Linked DNA regions of Mus musculus: region 1 is linked to region 2. The links are chromatin contacts, called in public promoter capture Hi-C maps. All regions are on one chromosome and are shown on one strand. The core of a region is the stretch at or near the end of the contact, and the rest is flanking DNA. Distances in the headings are between cores, read along the strand shown.

Region 1 (4,098 bases), core at 445-2,944, 2.6 Mb before region 2:
GTTACCATGCGCAGCTCTGGCTTCTGGGCCCCCTTCCCTGGGGTGCCCCTGTTTTGTGACTTCCTCTCCTTTTCTTGTTTCAGTTCTAACTCCAGCTGAGTCCTGGTGAGATGGGAGAGGAGAGAATGAAAATTCTGATTTCTGTAGTCATATATTCTAAAGAATGCCAAACCTTGCCCTTTAAAGTTCAGCAATTGAGTTTTAATGCCTGAGGAATTCCCAGAAACATATGGACAACTGAGCTGGAAGACAGTGGAGCACAGTAGGACTACTGATGCCCTAACATGTAAAGGCAGCTTACTCCTTTTGTGGCAATTCAGAACGCATGGTAGGAGCACCCGGGTCAGTAGGGCAACTCTTACAGTAACTCCTAACAAGGAGTTGCAGTTTCCTGGGTGAAAACAAGCTGCCTGCAAGCGAGGAAGAGCGTTTTGAGTTTTAGTAAGACATCACGTTATCTGGCTGGTCTCCAGGCATGGGCTCAGTTCCACACAGCCCACGCCCAAGCCTTGGGAGCCCTCGCTGTCCTTGGTCAGTCATGACTTGTGAGATGGCCCATGAGAGTACTTAGGGTTAGTCAGAGAAACGGGGTTTAAAAGGAACAGTGTAGTCATATACTAGCTTAAAATGTGAACCACGATACACTGTACCCCACTAAGCTGTCATTCTATCTGAAAGTAGGAGCAATAACATAACCTATTAAAAGGACCGACGTTAGGACATTAACGTGTGTGAAGTGTTCTGAAAAGTGCACAACCCACTATAGGAATGTAGACAACATTAACCATTATCATTAACATCGTATTAGACATTAGTTACTATCTATTTGGGAACTTGCTCTTTAATCCTCTTTTTAATTCAGTTTTTGAAGACAAGAGGCTTCAGGCTCCTCCTGTCTCAGTGACATTTTAAGCCTGTATCAGCAGGTCCGCAGCCAGTTCCTAATTATTCAATCACAGGGATTGCTGAGTAGATTTTGGAACTGTTCAGACCCGTGAAGCTTTCTGAGTTCCTACTGTTCATAAAGGACACTGGCAAGACCAAGCCAAGCTAGCTCCAGACCTGACTCCCTCCTTGCTGTACCCACCACAGCACCCTGCTGGCCAAGCTGCCCCTCTCACCGCTGCCTGGTGAGCGCCTCCACTTCCAGCTGCAGACTGTTGATCTTGTCTCCAAAGTCCTGTTTGAAGAGCCGGTTGTCCAGCTCAGCAGACTGGCGGCCTCGCTCAGCCTGGCGCAATCTGGATGTGAGCCACATGAACTTGTGATAAAAAACAAAAGCCACGGTGGGGAGGAAGACCAAATTCACAAACACAAAGTAAAACAACCCAAGGAGGAAGGTACGGTGAGACAGAGGTGGACAATGCAGGACACAGGAAGAAATAAATGATGAAGGGGAAAAAGATGGAGAAGAAACAAATTCTAAAGAAAAACAAGATGAAGGTGAAGCAGGCAGAAGAGAAGCTGATTTTCTATTTTTTTGTTTTGTTTTTATTCTAGTACTACAGTTTACAGCCATTAGATGATCAACAACAAGACATCACTTTTGGAAATCCATACCCAGAGCCACCCTCAGGTACAGAGTAATTGACGCTGAAGCCACCGGCTTCCTTCCTAACACTCTGTCTTCTACATACAGCAGGAGCACGCAGGAGCAGCTCCCTCTCCCGGGGGGTTACCACCGTTTCCTGAGTCTCCCTGTGCGGCAGGAAGCCGGAGGACATGCTGTAGCAACCTTACCCAGGCTTCACCTCCACAAGGACACTCTGTGAACGTCTGGCTGTCTCCTTCCTTTCCATTCCTACCAGGTGGTATGTGACCAAGCAAACAACTCAGCACTGGGGTTCCTAAGACTCCTGACCATGTTCTCTGGAAGATTCTCATGGATGCTTTCTTCTAAATGTCTTATAACTTTGCACCTATAAAGAATCATGTTTTAGAAGGTGAAATATTTGAGGCTCTCTATAGTAGAATTTAGAGGCATGCTATGTTTAGTCTAACTTTGATTGATTTGATTCTTCTTTTTAGATGCTCAGGTGAAAAGCGACTCATCACCGTTAAAGGCTGATGAACGGCAGAATGCAGTAGGCGCTTTATTTATGCAGGTGCAAAATTGTAAGAATTCAAATGAGTTCAGGGCCACGGGACCCTCCATGAAGTTGGCTCTAACTCGGGCCTGGTGAGGACCTATAGAAACCCACGAACTCTGGTGCTCTCTTAATTCTGGTTTGCCAAGAAGGTAAAGATTTTGAAGAGCTGGAAGCAGAGGGGTCCCTTTGCCTCTCTCTTAGCACAGGCTATGCTACATGGGCATCGTGCGAGTATCGTTGGACGGAGTAAAGGCTCATGTATATAAAAGCCTGCCTCCCCAAATCAAAAATAGTTCTTTTTTAAAATCAAAGTATTTATAGAATTATTTACAGTGTAGAGCCTAGAAAGGGTTGCATCTGTGGTCACTTAGAAAAGGCCCTGCTCGTATTGCTCGTGGCTATTGAGGATCTTTATTTTGATATTAAACAATAATGCCAGTGTATTATTTATTTCTCATTTGGAATTTTTTTTTAATTTTATTAACTAGATTAGTTTCCCAGAACATTTAGCAAATTCTCATTACAGAAAAAGTGATCAAAGCTCTTGGGCAAGTGCTGTAGGTGAAGACAACAGGCAGGACTCCACTGTGGCCTCAGGGATTCCAGCAGGACTGCAGGGCAGATGTGAACGTCGGATTTCTATTGACGTTCTCTCTGAGCTACCTAAGTAGTAAGTGGGATGTCGGAGAAGGGCAGAGGTAGAAGATGGCGGTGTTAAGAGGGGTTTCTCAAGCTTCCACTCTGTGATGTTAAGAGCTACCTAATCACTACTTTGTTTCTACGTTCTAAAGAAATGTAAGGATGCTGTTTTTCTTCTATTCCAACATCACTAAGGCAGAAATAACCTGCAAGCAATCTTGGTTACTGAAAACAGAACTGTAATGAAATACTAAACCCTTATCTTGGGCTGGGGGTTGATTAAACCTACAGAAGTCAAGAGAAGAGGGCTCATGGCCTAAGAGACAGAGCTACTTTAGAAGAGTCCCGGGTCACCAGGTGACACCTGTACACCATTACACTTCGGAGAACAGGCTCGCTGGTGTGGACGGAGGCCCTCCTACACAGAACTATTTCTCGCAAGCACACAGACAGTGCTTCCGTCCCCCAGGCTTCCTAGAAACGGTCTTTTGATTTACTGTTCAACTCAGAAATATTTCTCAAAGTTTATTTGGTATTTAACGAGGAATCCATACCAAAATTCTAACTCTGGGGGTGCGGGAGGGGAAAAACAGCAGCAACCACAACAACAACACCCGACCTATGTATCCACCTATTGTTTCTTTAAGTCCAACAAATTCAAGGTCAACTTTTGGTGATATTTTATATAGAATCAGAGCTTAAATGTAGGAATTTCAGATTTCTTCCTTTTAGAGTCAATCTGTAACATCAGATTCGTGAGGTGACCAACTGCAAAACGTTTAATGGTGCTTTGGGATCAGTTTATTTGCTGCACTATTTAAGGTCTTTGCCTGTTTCACCAAATCTTTTTCACTTAATAAAATAAAAATAAAAATGAGTTGGAAGGGTAATGAGAAAATGGATAAACAGGAAACAAAGACAGTAAGAAGATAAGTCAGACAAGTCATTATTTTAGTTCTGTTGGCCTTAATGCCAAGTTAAAACTCACTGAGGATCAGTTTCAAACACTTCAAAAAGCACAATTTATGAACACGGACATCAGTTTATTAAATCATAAACATATCAGTGCTTATGAACAAACAATTGAATACTCTGCCATATAAATGGATTCTTTTTTATCTATCAGCCATAGCAGTATTAATCATTCCAAAGGTTTCAACTTCATTTATAGGTTTGTAATTAACTTTAGTATTAACATTAATATGTTCTGCTGTTTAAGATACTTCCTCCCTGATTCCCTGAAGAATCATCTGAAGCAACCCACACATTTCATTCATTCATTCATTCATTCATTCTGTCAATTTATGCCATGTACATTCCACAACTGTGACAGAATGGAAAGGTTAGCTAACTAACTAGAAGGAGCTCA
Region 2 (3,756 bases), core at 890-3,389:
GCCAGCCAAGTAGGGCTCTGTTTAAACACCTGACAGTAAGACTGTGTCTGAACTGACTCTATTTGGCATAATTTGTTGTTTGTAGGGTTTTGTTTCTTCATTTGATATTTTGAGATTAAGTTTCTTTGTATAGCCATATAGCCCCAATTGTACTTACTCTTCAGACCAAACTGGCTTTGAAATCAGAGACCTACCTGCTCCTGCCTATGCCTCCCGAGTGCTGGGATTAAAGGCATGCTTCATTTATAACTTGTGTTAAAATGTCACCCATAGTATTTTTAGACATAAAATTAAAGAATTAAAACTTCCTGTTTTAGTATTACTCAGCTATTATAAAGAATGGATTTATGAAATTCTTGGACAAATGAATGTATCTGGAGGATATCATCCTTAGTGAGGTAACCCAATCACAAAAGAAGTCATTAGGTATGCACTCATTGATAAGTGGATATTAGCCCAGAAACATAAAACACCCAAGATACAATTTGCAAAACACAAGAAAATCAAGAAGAGGGAAGACCAATGGGTGGATACTTCATTCCTCCTTAGGAAAGGGAACAAAATACCCATGAAAGGAGTTACAGAGACAAAGTTTGGAGCTAAGACAAAAGGATGGACTATCCAGAGAATATCCCACCCGGGGATCCATCCCATAATCAGCCACCAAACCCAGACACTATTGCATATTCCAGAAAGATTTTGCTGAAAGGACCCTGTTATAGCTGTCTTGTGTGAGGCTATGCCAGTGCCTGGCAAATACAGAAGTGGATGCTCATAGTCATCTATAGGATGGAACACAGGGCCCCCAATGGAGAAGCTAGAGAAAGTACCCAAGGAGCTGAAGGGGTCTGCAACCCTATAGGTGGGACAACAATATGAACTAACCAGTACCCCCAGAGCTCATATATTCTAGCTGTATATGTAGCGGAAGATGGCCTAATTGGCCATCATTTGGGAAGAGAGGCCCCTTGGTATTGCAAACTTTATATGCCCAGTACAGGGGAATGCCAGGGCCAAGAAGAGGGAGTGGGTTGGTGGGGAGCAGGGCAGAGGGAGGGTATAGGGAACTTTCGGGATAGCATTTGAAATGTATATAAATAAAATATCTAAATAAATAAATAAATAAAAACTTCCCTTTTTTTTTTTTTTTGTCTTTTCGAGACAGGGTTTCTCTGTGTAGCCCTGGCTGTCCTGGAACTCACTTTGTAGACCAGGCTGGTCTCGAACTCAGAAATCCGTCTACCGCTGGGCATAGTGATGCTAGTGATGCACGCCTTTAATCCCAGCACTCGGGAGGCAGAGGCAGGCAGATTTCTGAGTTCGAGGCCAGCCTGGTCTACAGAATGAGTTCCAGGACAGCCAGGGCTACACAGAGAAACCCTGTCTTGAAAATGCCCCCCCCCCAAAAAAAAAGAAATCTGCCTGCCTCTGCCTCCAAGTGCTGGGATTAAAGGCATGTGCCACCACTGTCCCCTGTTTTATAATGCATGTTATATTCAGTGAAATGTAATCATCATAGAAAATTTTGACAGAGTATATAATATATCCAAAGTGTTATCAGCAACTATCTTTGAGTGTAGCGACAAGAATTAATTTTAATCTTCTCTTTATTTATCTGCAATAGACATATTATATTCTTCTTGGAACAAAAGAAAAAGAAACAGTCCATGTGACTTTTATTTTATGAATTGATCCCCTGTCTAGTTTGAGCTGGCAGCATTGATTAGCAGGTTCCAGTGGACTAGGCATCTGAACATAATGTCATGAAAAAAACCAGGATGTGTTTTAATGGCAAGAGCATCAAAATCCCCAAAGGAGAAGGCCCATAATATGTTCCTCAAGAAAGAAGACGTATAGGATGCTTCAGAATCCAGGTACTGTCCTAGTACCTTTTAAAAAATGCTTTACACAAAGCTTTCCTCAGAAGGCAAGTTCAATGCTCACTGATCAACCAACTGAATACAATATTCTAAGAATTTAAAAATATTTGGTATACATGATGATAAATCATCCAGTTATAGAGTCTCACATATCTATGCCATTTCCTTCCTTCTTCATAGCAACTTTAATTTAGGTTTGAGCTCCGGAAGGAGATCTATTTAGTCTACATGTGTGGGTGGAAGGGGATTTCCTCTGTGGTAAGAGTTAGTTCAAATGCACACAACGTTGATCATGACATAAGAGAGGAAGTGTGGCAGGGCTCACAATTGGTCCCCAAGATATTTAGCATCCCTGCTGGCAACACGTTCAGGTAGGTAGTGCTACCTGGTAACTAGCAATTAGTCTTAACTGAATGAATAAACGAGTCAACTATGCACTTACTCAGGCAGTGGGTTCAGTACATCCGCATAGTCTTGTACTGGCTCCTTCTCTTTCTCCGGAGGCATAAGAGGCAGCTGATCTGTCTCAATCCTTCTTTTCTTTTCTCTCTCTAAGACTTCGTGCAGTCTAATCACTTGCCCAGGTAGAAGTGACACATGCTGAGGAACTGTCAACTGAAACCAGTTAAAACAGTAGGCAAACTAAAGCTGCAACCAAATAGCATACTGGCTTTAGTATAGAGGACCTTGTTGGCCACAAGGAGTTGTAGTGACTTAGTATCCATTCTCAAAGACAAATGGACAGAACAATAAGAAGATTCCAGTCTAACTTGGGCATTACAGTACTGCCCCTATATCAACTAGAACCTGCACAGAGGTTTGCTTGGTTGTTTGCAGAACTGGTTGGTTGATGAGCTGGTTGGTGGGCTGATTGTTTGGTGGACTGGTTGGTTGGTTAACTGGTTGGTTGGTTGGTTTATTTAGGTTATTTTGTTTTGTTTTGTATGTTTTCTTTCCATACCGTCCCTCTATGTGGTCCTGGCTGTCCTAGAACTCACTCTGTACATCAGATCAGTAATCAAACTCACAGAGATTGACCAGGTGCTGGGATTAAAGGTGTGTTACCAACATGCCTAGCTGAGATCATAGTTGATCTGGTCTTAGGTAAAAGTAAACATACTTTTTACTGTGAGCTAAGTAGCAACCAATCTCTCAATTTTTTTCTTTCTTCCTTCCTTCCTTCCTTCCTTCCTTCCTTCCTTCCTTTCTTTCTTTCTTTCTTTCTTTCTTTCTTTCTTTCTCTCTTTCTCCCTTTTAATTTTTTTGGTTTTTCAAGACAGGGTCTCTCTGTGTAGCCCTGGCTGTTCTGCTCTGTAGACCAGGTATTTGCCACCAACACACAGCTAATCTCTCATTTCTCATTCTAAACTCACATACCTTTGTAATGCCCAAGAAGTTTAGTATCGCCAGGAGATACCTTATTTTCCTACAAGTTAACTTGGAAAAGCCCCACATTATTCTGAGAACGTGGGTTTGAGGTGAGCAGGTTTACACTGCTGGGGGTTCACTCCATTTCTAGCCATCCATTCATATTTAAACATGTTGATATTGCTCTTCATGTTAGTTTCGTTGTTCTCTAGAAATGTGTTTTGAATTCCATTATCCATGTAGAAATGTGTTTTGAATTCCATTATCCATGTAAAGTCTTGTGAATTGCATTCACATCTCAAAATTTAGTTGGGAACAACCTGTGCTTTCTGGGGAAGTATGATACAACAGTTTTCTACCTGTGACCTTAGCTAGCTAGTCAGTATTTGCGGACAGCCATGTCTGGTTTATAATTTGGCCACCAGAGGAGAATGAACATTCATCAGGTAACATTCAAGAGAATCCATGTGAGTAGAAAACTTCACTTTCAATTTTCAATTTAGCTAAC

What was found. Promoter capture Hi-C pulls out the DNA fragments that hold promoters and counts their contacts.
Region 1: a contact with region 2 is called in a promoter capture Hi-C map of pre-B cells, with 2.6 times the contacts expected there. The contact joins two enhancer-like sites. A contact is called at or near these places in 2 of 39 promoter capture datasets (cranial neural crest and pre-B cells).

What each region holds. Positions count from the first base shown.
Region 1 is chr5:88,640,072-88,644,169 of GRCm38.p6, reverse strand. Rufy3 (RUN and FYVE domain containing 3) reads right to left here. Exons shown (of 18, transcript NM_001289774.1): 13 at 1,122-1,241; 14 at 6-102. Among named protein-coding and RNA genes, the nearest start is that of Grsf1, 34 kb to the left of the region's middle. Within about 2 kb of position 1,694, at least 22 of the 459 cell types and tissues checked have an H3K27ac peak or open chromatin away from gene starts, as enhancers often do. A contact at or near this core is called in pre-B cells, where this site is marked.
Region 2 is chr5:86,085,389-86,089,144 of GRCm38.p6, reverse strand. Stap1 (signal transducing adaptor family member 1) reads right to left here. Exons shown (of 9, transcript NM_019992.4): 5 at 2,323-2,495. Among named protein-coding and RNA genes, the nearest start is that of Gm24524, 7.5 kb to the right of the region's middle. Within about 2 kb of position 2,139, at least 77 of the 459 cell types and tissues checked have an H3K27ac peak or open chromatin away from gene starts, as enhancers often do. A contact at or near this core is called in pre-B cells, where this site is marked.